Regions from separate parts of the Canis lupus genome. Here region 1 is linked to region 2. Evidence: chromatin contacts called from public Hi-C data. All regions are on one chromosome and are shown on one strand. The core of a region is the stretch at or near the end of the contact, and the rest is flanking DNA. Distances in the headings are between cores, read along the strand shown. Region 1 holds the start of PGK1 (phosphoglycerate kinase 1). Region 2 holds the start of LOC100684983 (cytochrome c oxidase subunit 7B, mitochondrial).

What was found. A called contact is a pair of places that touch in the nucleus more often than the background predicts.
Region 1: a Hi-C map of blood shows a contact between it and region 2, with 2.7 times the contacts expected there. The contact joins the promoter of PGK1 here to the promoter of LOC100684983 in region 2. A contact is called at or near these places in 2 of 9 Hi-C or Micro-C datasets (amygdala and blood).

Annotation. Positions count from the first base shown.
Region 1 is chrX:60,516,256-60,518,955 of UU_Cfam_GSD_1.0, forward strand. PGK1 (phosphoglycerate kinase 1) reads left to right here and starts at 1,429. Exons shown (of 11, transcript XM_038587778.1): 1 at 1,429-1,605. The coding sequence starts at 1,541.
Region 2 is chrX:60,334,293-60,336,992 of UU_Cfam_GSD_1.0, forward strand. LOC100684983 (cytochrome c oxidase subunit 7B, mitochondrial) reads left to right here and starts at 1,373. Exons shown (of 3, transcript XM_038587765.1): 1 at 1,373-1,534. The coding sequence starts at 1,495.

The DNA of each region.
Region 1 (2,700 bases), core at 179-2,678, 180 kb after region 2:
ATAAGAATCTGCTCTTGCTCCTTTTCCTGCTTCTATTCTTGTTAGGCCCTGCACTCCCACCTACTTTACACATGGCCTGTAGTGCAAATAGCAGATATCCTCCTTGTAAAAGACTGGGAGTTAATGATTTCTCTAGAGTAGATAACATCTGAGGAAAGGAGAGTGAAAGGAGGACGCTATCATATGCATATTCCAGACCACTGGTGCTAGACATCTAGATGCTAAGGCCCTCTGGCTCCAAGGAATAACACCTAGTCTTTGTTCTAACAGGTTCCTGGATGCCTGAGGGGACACGTATACCAGACAGTCATCCTCAGTAAACCCCCCCAGGCCCCAAACAAAAAGAAGACATGCTTCTTTCCTTTCCAAGTCTTCCAGATGCTTCATCTGAATCTGCTTTGTCTTTATCTTCAATAAACTCTGCTCTCACTTCCTGCTGGCTCACATTTGACTTCTATCCTGAGTGAAGCCAAGGACACTCTTGGTTGGTCCTGCAGGACTCTGTCTGGGTCCTCGGACTGGTCTGTAGGCGTCGTTATATCTCGTCTTTCTTTTCTCGGGGACCCCAAATCATGCTTACAATTCCAGCCAACTCTACAAACATGTGGGACGTGGAGTAACTATTTCCCGGCAATGGTGTCTGTATTACAGTGTAGTTACATGTATGGACTCTACATTTGGACTGCCTAGGTTTGGGTCCACCACTTAGAAAAATCTGAAATCTTAAGCAAGTCACTAAACCTCTTTTTGCATCATTTACTTCATCTGTAAAATGAGGAAGGCAATATCTACTTCCGAGTTTTGTGGCCATTACTAGTTAATATATGAAAAATGCTATTTGTTTGCAATTAGCATTGTGTCAAAATCAGAACAATTACATTGAACTTTTATTATAAAAAAGGGGGATCTAGGAGGGACCTGAGCTTTTCCCGAATTCTGATCGGTCTCAGTTATCAAGGGCAATTGGCGGCCTTACTTTAGAATTCAATTTTGGGGAGCCAGGAAACCAGATTAGTTTTCCAAAGGGAAGTGCCATTTGCATCTATCCCGGTGGGGCTGCCAAGAATTCCCTGGGGTGGGAGACGGCGCTTCTGTGGATTTTGCCGGGCGTTGCAGCTGCTCTGGGCTTGGCAGCGGCAGGGACCTAGGCGGAGGCCTTGGGCGTCTCACTCCCTCCTCATCCGCCCGGAGGCACCACCCAGTTCCCTTCTCCTCCCCCAGCCAACTCCGTGGACCGACTCCAGCTCCCGCCCTCAAGTCACAAAGGTCTTGGGCAGCTTGCTACGTGCCAGACGTGACAAATGAAAACCGCACGTCTCACCAGTGTCCTCGCAGACAGACAGTGCCTCGGAGCAATGGCAGGGTGCTGGCGCCTTTCGGCCGCGTCCAATAGCGCTGCGCGCTGAGGAAGGGGCGGGGCGGGAGGTGGGGCGGGGTGGCCCGGGCCGCTCTCTACATTCCGCACGAGGTTGTAGCGCACGCAGGCGGCTTTCTTCTCCGCTGTTTAAGCTCTCAGCCTCGCAACCCTTCTATTGCCAAGATGTCGCTTTCTAACAAGCTGACTCTGGACAAGCTCGACGTGAAGGGCAAGCGGGTCGTCATGAGGTAATTATACACATCTGCTCTTGCTCCCTCAAGGGCTTGGCCGCAGCCTCTTCGGCCAGAGCCAAGTTGCTTCCTCCCCTGCCCAAAGTTGCTTTTAGTCGTTGGCTCGGCCCCATGGGTTCTAGGCCTGCAGAATGAGGCTTCCCACCATTGTGGCTGAGGCTTTGCCCTAGTTTTATGGTTTCTGATCTCATTTGCCTCAGCGCAGAAAGGGAGCCGTTTTTGTCCTTTGGAAGTGGATCCACCAAAGAAGGGTTCAATTCCGGGACCAGTTTTGCCCTCTTTCCTATTCCTGAATGCACTTACGTCGCCTCCAGCTCCCAGCAGGCGAGGTGGGACCTAATGCTTAGCTAGCAAATCCCTAGGCCCCAAAGAAGGGACCTTGAAAGGTCATTTGGTTTCCCTTCCCCCACCGCCCTAGATCATCCCAGATAAATGAGAAAAGGCACACATTTCAAAGGCCCCTGCACAAAAGGGTAATTTTCCCAGAAGATGTTGACTTAGATGTTCAGGAATAGAACCTCCTAAAACATTGGGGATGGGAGGATGAGGAAGGGTGGGGCACACTGAAGGAGGCCCTGCAGAGCTTATGTAACAGGCCTCTGCATGACACCGTCGGACTACAGGCCACAGGGGTTTTCATCAGAATTGTGACACATGCTGGGTAATGGTAGAGCAGGGTGTGGGTGCTCATTCTTGCTGTTCTCCAACCTCACCTCTCAGATGGCTAGAGAAGCAGGATATTAGAAGTGAGGATGGCTATCCATGGACTTTGGGGTCTTCTACTTTGCACCTGTGGATCCCTGGTCACTTACCCACATGACTTCTCCCTTATATGCCAAAATTAGTAGTATGGTGTATGGAGCTTTTATATTTATCCTTTTTGTAATGTCTGGTATATTTGCAATTCAGGAGCAAAGTGCAGGACAGTAAGGTATGTAACTCATGGAATGACTGTTGATATACCTTGATATAGGATCCAAGGGTGGTGCGTTCCGCGTCATAGGGCTTGCCTTGATAGCCCTTTGCAGCCCTGTCCTTTTTGGGACGTGATTGATTGATGGACAGGCATGTGAATGGTGTGATCCAGCCCCT
Region 2 (2,700 bases), core at 123-2,622:
GAACCTTGGCAATTGGTGTTTAGGTGTTCTCCTCTCACCACCAATATTTTATTATGAAAATATCAGAAACAGAACAGAAAAAGTGGGGACACCTGGGTTGCTCAGCAGTTGAGCATCTGCCTTCAGCTCAGGGCGTGATCCTGGAGTCTCGGGTTGAGTCTCACATCGGGCTCCCTGTGTGGAGCCTGCTTCTTCCTCTGCCTATGTCTCTGCCTCTCTCTGTGTGTCTCTCATGAATTTATCTGTCTTTCATGGTTACGTCCAGTATCTTGCCCTTAAGGAAATTTTTCAAGATCTTAATGTGAGTATCATTGATGTCTGGGATATAACAATTGCATATGGTACAAAGAGTGTGCACCCGCCTCAATCTGTAGTCAGAAATGAAGCTAATATATTATTAAACTAGATTTGCTAAACACCTCTGAAATTCATTCACTTGATTAAAAAGATTTATAAAGTGTTTGCCGTCATGCCAGATCTTGTGTTTGGCTCTGAACTCCCAATTAGCATGAGATCTGCACTATTGCTAATCAATAAACAACCAATTCAACAAATAAATAACTTCTAATTGGGCTTCTACTTAAGAAAAAAAATGGAAAATACCCATGAAAAGGACCATACTTCTTGGTCAGAGTCATGCCACTCTTCACAAATGGGAAGTCAGGACACCTAATGGTTAAAAGTTGTCTCTGATTCATGGAAACCCAGTGCAATAAAGTCATTTAAAAAAAAAGGTTAAGATTTTAGATAAATCTTAAAAAAAAAGAACAGAAAAAGTGAAATAATTGTACTCTGAATATCCATTCTACAATCCATTTGTTGTATTTACTTTATCACCCATTTATCTACATATTATTTTTTTACTATTTATTATTTATTTATTTATTTACTTATTTATTTATTTTTACTATTCTTGCAACTTTTCTCTAAATTTGAAATCATCTCAAAATTAAAAGTTAAATCAGTATGTGTGTATATATATATAGGAGTATATAGTATATATATAGTATATAGTATATAGGAGATTAAAAAAAATTAGAGAAGTGAAGAAAGTTTGGGGGACTCAAAAGAATTCCTAGTGTGGAGCGAAATACAAGCTCAAGCCTCTGAAACACCATCTTGAAGTTAGGGCCTTTGATTATTCAGTCTAAGATCAGCATCTCAGTTTTCCTATGCACAGCCTTAAACCTGGCTCCAAGGTGGTGGTGGTGGTGGTGGAGTTTCTCTCATTCTTCACTGAATACCATCATCTCTCACCTACGAAGCGTGAAACTACATTTCCCAAAAAACCTTTATCTTTCCTGCCTGTAAAGAGGATTAAAATTTCCATAAAGTTGGGGTTTTCTTTTACAGGTCTCGCGAGATTTCTCTAAATCTCATTAAAGAGCCCAGCCGGAAGCCATTTTGTTTTTCAGGGCTCTTTGCAAGGGTACTTAGCACGAAGTTGTAGCAAAGCAGTTACCGCATTTGCACCGTTCTGCCTTCAGCTTCAGGATGTTTCCCGTGGCCAGAAACGCTCTAAGTCGTCTCCGAGGTAAGCAAAAATTATGAGCAAATAATTTCCAACCGCCTTTTACGCATTTGTCCTGGTAGTCTCTCGCGCCCTTTCCTTCCACCTACATCCCGATTTCCTAATTAAAAATGCGAGGTCTCCGACCTCGCCCCAAGTAATTGGGAAGCTGTCCTTAGCTTTAACTTTATCGCCTGGTGTTTCCGTTTTGGTTCTCAGCTCATTTTCTGTTACCAGAGTCATAGCATAGTTTTTTGTTTTTTAAAATTCGCTTAATACGATTTCAGGGAAGGAGATTCTTGGTGGACACTACTCATTCCTTCAGTAATTTCGTAAATTTTAGCTTTGAGGATACATTTACCCTCAAAGAGAAGAACCTCCTTTTCTAATCCTGTAACTGTAATGGAAGGATACTGTAAATCTAGCTCTTTCTCTGGTTTCATTGCAAGGAGACAACACTGCAGCTTTTATGTTTTTTTGTTGTTTATTAATTGAGTATTAGCTTATAGGAAAATAGTTGTAATTTTTTTCTCATCTAACAGGCAGGTACGAGCGAATTTTGAGACCAGACGTGTGTATTGAGAATGCATTATATTGGAAAGAGACAATTCATTTCCGTACTTGACTTGCAGTGAAGGTGACCTTGAGTAACGTGAGCAGTTATTTAATATTGAAAGTGACCTTAAGCAATTACCACTTAGCTATCCTTTTATTTTCAGTTTAGAGTCATTAAAGGTATTACGAGACTGAGTTCTAAACACTCAAACAGCTTTGACAGTCACCAAAAAAAGAGTTGCTCAGCTTGTTTTTCAATATTTCAAAAGCCACATCTATTATTTCTTTCACTTTGGGCAAGGGATTTTTCTCTGAACCTCATTTTCCTCCTTTGTAAAATAGGGGGTTAGTAAATTATTTCTACCTCATACAATTGTTGAGGATTATATGAGATTACCAATAGATAATAGTAACCATTTCTTATTACAGTGGAGAGGTCTAAAGAAATCCACTTGGGTGACCTGAATTTTGAGGTCACGAGATGTTGCAGAATTGTTTCGTAATTTTAACTTATTTATTTACCCTTTGAGTAGGTAGGGCCTTGTACCTCAGAAGGAGTTTTTTGTTTTTTTTTTTTCAATGTAGAATTCACACATTCACTTTTTAACTGCTTTAGAGCAGAATATGTTGTGAAA